Regions from separate parts of the Hordeum vulgare genome. Here region 2 is linked to region 1. Evidence: chromatin contacts called from public Hi-C data. All regions are on one chromosome and are shown on one strand. The core of a region is the stretch at or near the end of the contact, and the rest is flanking DNA. Distances in the headings are between cores, read along the strand shown.

Region 1 (3,851 bases), core at 912-3,411:
GTATATGAAATCATTTTCTTTATGGATAAAAAAGCAGCGCCAAGTGTTAGTTTAAGAGCATGCGACATGTTCTTCTGATATTTCTGTTTCCCTCCTCCTGCAGTTGATAATGTTATATAACTCTTTATTTTTTTATAGTACGAATAATCTTTTAATGTACATCTGAGTCATGTTTTCTCCCTATTATTCTGTACAGATCAATAATTTCCTAACCAAACCAAAAAAATATTCCCTTGCGATTATTGTTCCAACAGATTAAATCAGATGTAGAAAATCAGGGTGAATTCATTAGCTTCCTGGCAAGGGAAGTTCAAAATGCAGCATACAAGGAAATAGCCGATGTTGAAGAGTTTGTGAAGTGGCTAGATGGGGAACTATCATACCTTATAGATGAACGGGCAGTGCTCAAGCACTTCCCTAACTGGCCTGAGAAGAAAGCAGATGCCATGAGAGAAGCAGCATTCACCTACCGGGATCTGAAGAACCTGGAAGCAGAAGCATCATCATTTCACGACGACAGGAGAGTGGCTACACCTATGGCTTTGAAGCGCATGCAAGCTCTACAGGATAAGTGAGTAGATGAAATGAATGCATTTAGTAAGGCTGTTGCATTGTCAAACTTTGAACAATATAACATGATTCATGCTTCCCCTTGTAGAATTGAACAAGGTATTCACAATACTGAAAAAATAAGGGACAGTGCAAGTGGAAGATACAAAGATCTCCTGATCCCATGGGATTGGATGCTTGACTCTGGAATCATAAGCCAAGTATGTACTATGTGCTCCCAAACTTCTAATATCCATCTTTGTCCTCAGTTTGATATAATAGAGAAGACATAGCTAAGTGCATTTTACAAATTCGTCTTCAACTGGAACAAACCAACTTACGAGTTATGTGGTACACATAGGAATTATCCCACTACCCTTTTCGCTATAAAAGTATAAATTCATGTCTAATAGACATATCATATATGAAGTATCCTCTTGCTACCTTAACAGCTAAAGGCCGCTTCATTGAAGCTGGCAAAAGAATACATGAACCGCATTATGAATGCACTGAAGTCAGATCCATTTGTAAATGATGAGGAACTGCTCTTGCAAGGTGTCCGCTTTGCCTTCCGAATACATCAGGTAATTCTACTGCAATCATGAATTGCTTTCGAATGACATTATGAGTTGCTACCTACAAACTAACTAACCAAGGTAACCGCAACAAACCAAATTTGCAGCTTGCAGGTGGCTTTGATGAGGGTTGCCGGAAAGTGTTCCATGAACTCAAGATGTATGCAAGCAAGCCAGAGTGATCTGATGGAGTATACCTGGGTTCAAATAAGCATCACTGGGATACAACGGACATGATTAAGTTCTGCCGAGGTTGGCTCCAGGTCGACTCCACTAGTCCCCAGGATAATCCCGTGAACAATTTTCTTAACTTAACTATTTTGCATCTAAGATGCGGACCTCTTGGATGCAATTTGAAGCCTGAGAATTCCAAGTACATCCACACACAACTCTTAATTTAAGTACACCTTCTGGGAACATTCTAAAATGTCATTAGAGGGTGGTAAATAAAAGAAAACAAGAGCCACCACTTTGATTGTTAGGTGGTTGTACCATGAAGTATCAAGTAAGAATGTGGAAATGGCAGAATTTACGGATACAGACAGGACGACAGTATGTGCCCTTCATTCCTAAAGAGTAAGATTGACAATTGTTAGGGCACACAGATTACGACTTTTCTTGTTAGAATTTGTCTGAGGTTTGATAAAGGGCAAATTGGCTGTAAATGCTAAAAAACTAGATGACTGCTCCAAGTATTCAAACCTGAACAGCATTTATGCAGCAACTGATAAGAATATCAGATACATCCAGTTTTCCCATAAAAAAAGCAGACAAATCAATTTTTCCCTAGGACGCCGACCTTTTCAGATTCCGCTGTTAGAGTGTATTCAAGTGTATGTTGAATCAACAACATCCTCTACTTCTTCAGGAGCTATAATTGTCTGTGAGCAATAAAAATACCACCTAAGCATCATAAGCCCGATATTTTCCACAATCCACCAATGCTGGATAGCCCTATTATACAGTATGTGCCCTTCATTCCTAAAGATTAAGATTGACAACAGTTAGGGCACACTGAATAAGGTTTTTTTTTTGGTTAGAATTTGTTTGAGGTTTGCTCAAGAGAAAATTGGCTGTAAATGCTTCCCATCAAGCAATAGTTGCCAAAGCGCATCTCTCCTTTGGTTTCCCATTAAGCATAATGTGATGCGGATGGTCTAACAATAAGGTACAGAATATTTCAAGAAGTACTATCGTGTCTCAAATCGTGTTTGGATCAAAGGCAGCACGATCATGTGGTTTGGCAAAATGTGCAAGTGTTCCCGGTGCCAAATATCCACAAACCAGAGAAAATCTACATTCTACAAGGTTGCTGTGAAGACAAAAGCACGGGCGCCAATCAACTTAGCCCTACCCCTACGGCACCTACCATTTCAGATTCTGCTGTTGACTGCCGCATTGTTTCGCTCAAAATGCGTTCAACTATGTGCTGAATCAACAGCGTCCTTTACTTCTTCCGCAGCTATAGTCCGTAAGCAATAACAGTACCATCTATAACCCTCAGAAGAAAAAACCACCTAACAAGCACCATAAGCCCAGTATGCAGCACAATCCACCAATGCTGGAACGAATTTGCGAGTAAAGAAACTACCCAACAGAGATGCGCGAGCAAACCAAGCACGAAGGCCATGGCTCTGGCAGGCTGCTGCAAAATCTGCAAGAGCATCACACAGACAGACGGAAAAGGAAGGAATCAGCCACCCCCAGATACCTGGTGAGACGGAAAAAACCGGCGGCGGCGGGTCGGTCCATATGACGGCGTCTCGCGCCGCGACGCCTACTCCCCGCGTCTCTCTCTCTCTCTCTCTCTCTCTCTCTAAGCTGCTCGCCCCCTTTCTCCGCGCTGAGACGCTTCGCCCGCCGTCACCGTCGCCGGCCGGCGGTAGCGCGGTTGCCATCGGACATTCTTGGGCTGGCTGGTGGGCCAGGTACGTTTCCGGCCCCACCCGCTGTTGCGGATTACGAAGGGATCTACCACCATCGCATTCGCACCCACCTCGTGGCCCCACTTGACAGTCGCACGAAAAGACGACACAGACGCGCCCGCTTTCCTTCCTTCCGGCACCTTCCAAGCCCCCCTTCCTTCTGGCCTCCCCGGCGATGGCGACGGCGGCGAGCTCCGGCGGAGCATCCGACCATCAGTATGTCTCGGTCAAGTTGGAGAGCCCCCGCCTGGCGGCGCTCGGCCTCGCCCCTCACCTCTTCGGCTCCCACCCCGCCGCCGGCTCGTGGGACCCTTCCAAGGCCGTAAGCGTCGCATCCATCCCCTCTTGTTCGCGAGTATGTTCCCCGTGCGGGGAGTGATGTGATTTTTTTCCTGGTTGTGTTCGCAGCTGCCGATGGAGCGGGCCGCGGCCGCCATTTGGGAGCTCAGCTGCGTCCTCCCTTCTCGCCACGGTGAGTCGGCTGATTTTACCATGCTGTTCCACGGCTCCCCGTGGGTTTGAGATCCCTTCCTCGGAAGCTTGGGCTATGATGAGCTATGTTGCTGCGCCATGCTACCGGGATGCTCTGGTTTTTATTTATTGGGGTTGCCTCCTGTCCGTTTAATGTGTACACATTTTTCATGAACTAGCCACTAGTGATTTGTCATTCCTGAGTATAACAATGTAGTACATGGAGTTGGGTCTTCGAAATAAAATAAAGTGATTCTTGAGCTGAACATTTGCTCCGGCTAACTGAGTTGTTTACTTACTACAGATGCAGGGAGTTAGATTTTGTTCCCTT
Region 2 (4,021 bases), core at 266-2,765, 350 kb before region 1:
TCTCTGGCACGAAGCCCTTGGCCGATGGCATTGTGGCATAGGCATAGCCACTGGCGTCCACAAGGTCGACGAAGGCCTTCCCCGCCTTCGCCACCCGCAATTTGGGGCCGGCCACAAGCACTGGCTTCACCGCCTTGTTCAGGAACTCGACGGTTGCCTCCACTGCAGCCTCGAGCCCCATCTTGTTGCTCATCCTGCAATGTTTCAGAACACAGTTCAGTTCAGTTCATCACATGGCTTCAGATACAATCATATATTACAGCAATTCTCTGTTCAGTGCATCTGTCGCTTCAGATTATAGCATCAGAATTCACGATCTGAAATTCTCGATGCTAATGATTCATATGGGCACATTTCTGTGGCGATAAAATCTTAAGGTCCCAGCAGTTAGTACATGCAAATCACGAGTTAAGACCCACGGTAGATAATTGGGGGGAAACGTTCCATGATCCAAGGTATAAACTGTTGGCACAATAATCGGGAAAAAAGCCTCTGATCAGATTCAAAGCACTACGTACTGCACGGAAACGACGACTTGGGATAAGAACAGAGTAGGTGCAGTTATCAGTACCTGGGGGCGAGGAAGAAGGGGACCGGGTCACGGGTAAAGGTGGGGTGAGGTAGCCCAGGGAGGTTGCAGCTGATGCTGAGGTAAACCGGCTTGCTCTCCCTGAGCGCCGTCGCGATGGCCGTGTCGATCTGCTCGTGCGCGTCGTCCAGGTTGGTCACCACCGCCTGAATCGAGAACCAACCAGATCGAGTCAAGAGATTAGAGAGATGAATCGAATGGGGAAGAGGCAATGCATGATGAGGAAAGGAAACGCGCGTAGGCGCGTACCTGGTGGCAGGTGACGGTCTGGAAGCAGCGTAGCTCCTGCGAGAAGTCGGGGACGCCGATGGTGTGGTGGAGGATGCGGTTGGTGCCGTAGTCGTTGGAGTTGGGCCCGCCGGCGATGCAGATGACGGGGAGGTTCTCGCTGTAGGCGCCGGCGATGGCGTTGAGGACGCTGAGGCCGCCGACGGTGAAGGTGACCGCGCATGCGCCGACGCCGCGGGCCCGCGCGTAGCCGTCGGCCGCGTAGCCGGCGTTGAGCTCGTTGCAGCAGCCGACGAGGCGCAGCCCGGGCTCGGCGACGAGGTGGTCGAGCAGCGTGAGGTTGAAGTCCCCGGGCACGGCGAAGACGTCGCTGACGCCGACCTGCACGAGCCGGCGCGCCAGATGGCGCCCCAGCGAGGCCTCCCCGGCTGCTGACGGCGCCGGGTGGGAGGACATGATCGGGCACCCCGGCGCGGACGCCGGGCATCCCACCGCGCCGTTCACCGCCGCCGGCGACGGCCCGTCGACGGACCCGATGTGGGTGTCCATCGCGATCGATCGATCCGAGTAGTACACTAGTGGGGCTGGAGCGGGAGCGGGAGCGGCAGAGGGGGCGGTGGTGGGGTTTTGGGGAATATTCGAGGTCTTGGTGGGGATTTTGTTGAGCTGTTCCGTTGACGTGTGCTGGTTTTGGTGGTCTTCTGGGAGGGGAAGGCGTCCTCCATTTATACCTGGGCTTGCGGACGCGATGGGGATTGGGGTTTTCGTGGGAAGACGGGGGTGGTCGTGCAAAACTCGCCTGCTTTCTTCGGGGAAAGGAAAAGGAAAACCACGGGCGGCGGTGGGAACTGGCCCGGTGCGTGATCAGCTCTCGGCCACTGACCGGTGGGGCCGGAGCATTATGTAGGTTCACGTGTCAGTGAGACAAGGCTAGAATGTTGGCCGTGGGACAATGAATGCTCCTTCGTTTTCGGTGGCGATCTTGCCTTCCTTCCCTGGGGGCTGGGGCGGGGGCTGGGGCTGGGGCTGGGCGTGCGACAGCGGTTTTGGTTTGTGGCGCAAGTCGCGGTTTTGGGTCTTGTTTGCTGGGCAAGGTGGGCAGCACACACGTGTCGGACTCCATTCAGCGGCTACGGTCCGTCCGGAACCTGCCGACCTGCCTCTGCCTGCTGTGCAAGTGCAACGCGGCCGCTGAGGCGAGACCAACTCGTGCATGGACGACAGTCAACCGCACCGCACTGTCATGCTTGAATGCCAAGAGGTGAGTCCGGTCGTCGTACGACCAGTCGGGCGAACTAAGGCATGTTTGGTTCGAATTCGGTTTGTTTGGAGCGACAATGGAGTTATAAATGTTCAGATGGGTCCGTAGTCGGGTGGTGCGCCCAACGCGAGGTCACACCCCGAATCGTTTGTGATTAAAAAAAAGAAAAAACAAAAAAGTCAGAAAAATATAAATAAAATTCAAACATTAATAATTATACATTAATAATTCAACGGTTCCGCGGCCCACGGTCCTTAATTAACATAATTTAGAAAACAGATAAAAATGCGCCGCCCCGCGCTGCTGTCGTGTCTGTCGCCGTGTCCGACACGGGGGAATCCACGACGTACCTCGGGTCGTAGTAGAGATCGTCGGGGAGGCGGCATCGACGGCGTTGGATCTCGTCGCGGCGGGCACGACCGCTCGTTGGCACCGGCGGGATCGGCACCCGATCGGCGGAGAGGTGCCAGTTGTTCGTCAAGTGGACGTCGCTCCACGGAAGCGGGGTCCTTGTTTCCCAATATCGGCGGCACAAATCCGCATGGACGTACTGCCGGGAGCGCGCTGGGGCGCCCGGAGGGGCAATGGAGAAGGGTGCCGGAGCAGGCCGTCGCGGAGGAGAAGAACGGCGCGGTTCGCTTGCGGTGCGGCGGCGGCCGGACGAGGACCCAGCCTCGTGTTCGTGCGCCCCCTTCCCCTTGCCGCCGGTGCTCCACCACCCCATTCCCGTCGGCGGTCGGAGAGCTCGAGGGAGGGGAGAAAGCTAGGGTTTGGAGCGGGCGCGTGCACTATGTCGATCCCGAGGAGGCAGTGGAGTGGGCGCGTGCGCTGTGTCGGTCAATGGCTTCCCCATTTTAGAAGGATAGCGACCGCCCGCCTGAGTGGATGACAGGTGGGGCCTACCGGGCGTGCGCAGTAAATACGGGCGATGGGAGGTAGGTGGCCACCTGCCACGCGTCCCTGACGCGGACGAGAGGAGGGCTCTAGCGCGTCCGCTTGTTGTCCGGCAGGACCCAAACTGGGCGCATGTTTGCCCCGGAAATGGATCAGTCTGGACACGAAACAGACGAGATGCGTCCAGGGCGGCGCGTGCTGGGCCGTGGGGTTTGTCCGTTTTGCCCCAAACGGACAGGGCGGGCCCGGATGGGGTCATGCGCTCGAGTTGGCCTAATGCACGACCTCAAACAAACGTCTGTTTCATCCACTTTTCGTCCATTTGGAATGGCAATGGATCCTTTTCGGCCAGATTCGTGAATGTGTCACTCGTACGTCCAACGCACGGTCGTATTTCGGTCGCATCTTGTCCGTTCGAGAAAATACAACCCAATCGAAAATTGAACTGTCAATTGTTGCACGTCCAAAATAGTTTTATTAGAACCCATTCAAAAATAAAAATAATATTAAATAGTATTATTACAATCCATCTATAATTTGTATGCACATTTTTTAAACCAATAAATGCATCTACTGGTTGTCAATGTGAGTCCACATGTGCTCAATCAAGTCATTCTGAAGCTGGATATGAGTATGACAATCACGCAATTTCCAATGAAACTGGACAAATTGTTCAAAGATTGCAGGAGGTGCATGCTCACGCTTAACATTTTTGTCACGCCCAAGATGCGACCCTATCCTCAATTTGGCACGAAGGCCTCGTCAGGGATAGAAACGCATCTCGTCGTGTCGCAAGAATGGATATCGTTACAAGTACATGTACTGAAAAGAAGAGATATATAAATAGAGTTGGCATACACTCGCCACCAGCTACATCAGAGTCACAACAGTACAATACATAATCATCATGAAGAAGAGCAGGGTCCGACCACGGACGAAAACAAACGAGAAAAGAAGAACAACGTCCATCCTTGCTAACCCAGGCTGCCGGCCTGGAACCCATCCTAGATCGATGATGAAGAAGAAGAAGAAGCAACTCCAAATGAACA

The links. Hi-C and Micro-C count contacts between places; a contact is called where the count stands out from the background.
Region 2: a Hi-C map of seedling shows a contact between it and region 1, with 4 times the contacts expected there. The contact joins the promoter of LOC123448899 here to the promoter of LOC123448896 in region 1. A contact is called at or near these places in 5 of 6 Hi-C or Micro-C datasets (leaf and seedling) and 1 of 1 datasets of contacts at active chromatin or transcription factors (embryo).

Annotation. Positions count from the first base shown.
Region 1 is chr4H:449,246,023-449,249,873 of MorexV3_pseudomolecules_assembly, reverse strand. LOC123448896 (6-phosphofructo-2-kinase/fructose-2,6-bisphosphatase-like) reads left to right here and starts at 2,161. Exons shown (of 23, transcript XM_045125931.1): 1 at 2,161-3,371; 2 at 3,458-3,521. The coding sequence starts at 3,225. It overlaps LOC123448897 (protein CHUP1, chloroplastic), which reads left to right. Exons shown (of 5, transcript XM_045125933.1): 2 at 255-571; 3 at 659-770; 4 at 1,002-1,133; 5 at 1,232-1,728. The coding sequence ends at 1,306.
Region 2 is chr4H:449,593,667-449,597,687 of MorexV3_pseudomolecules_assembly, reverse strand. LOC123448899 (pyruvate decarboxylase 2) reads right to left here and starts at 1,515. Exons shown (of 6, transcript XM_045125934.1): 1 at 839-1,515; 2 at 572-735; 3 at 1-194. The coding sequence starts at 1,366.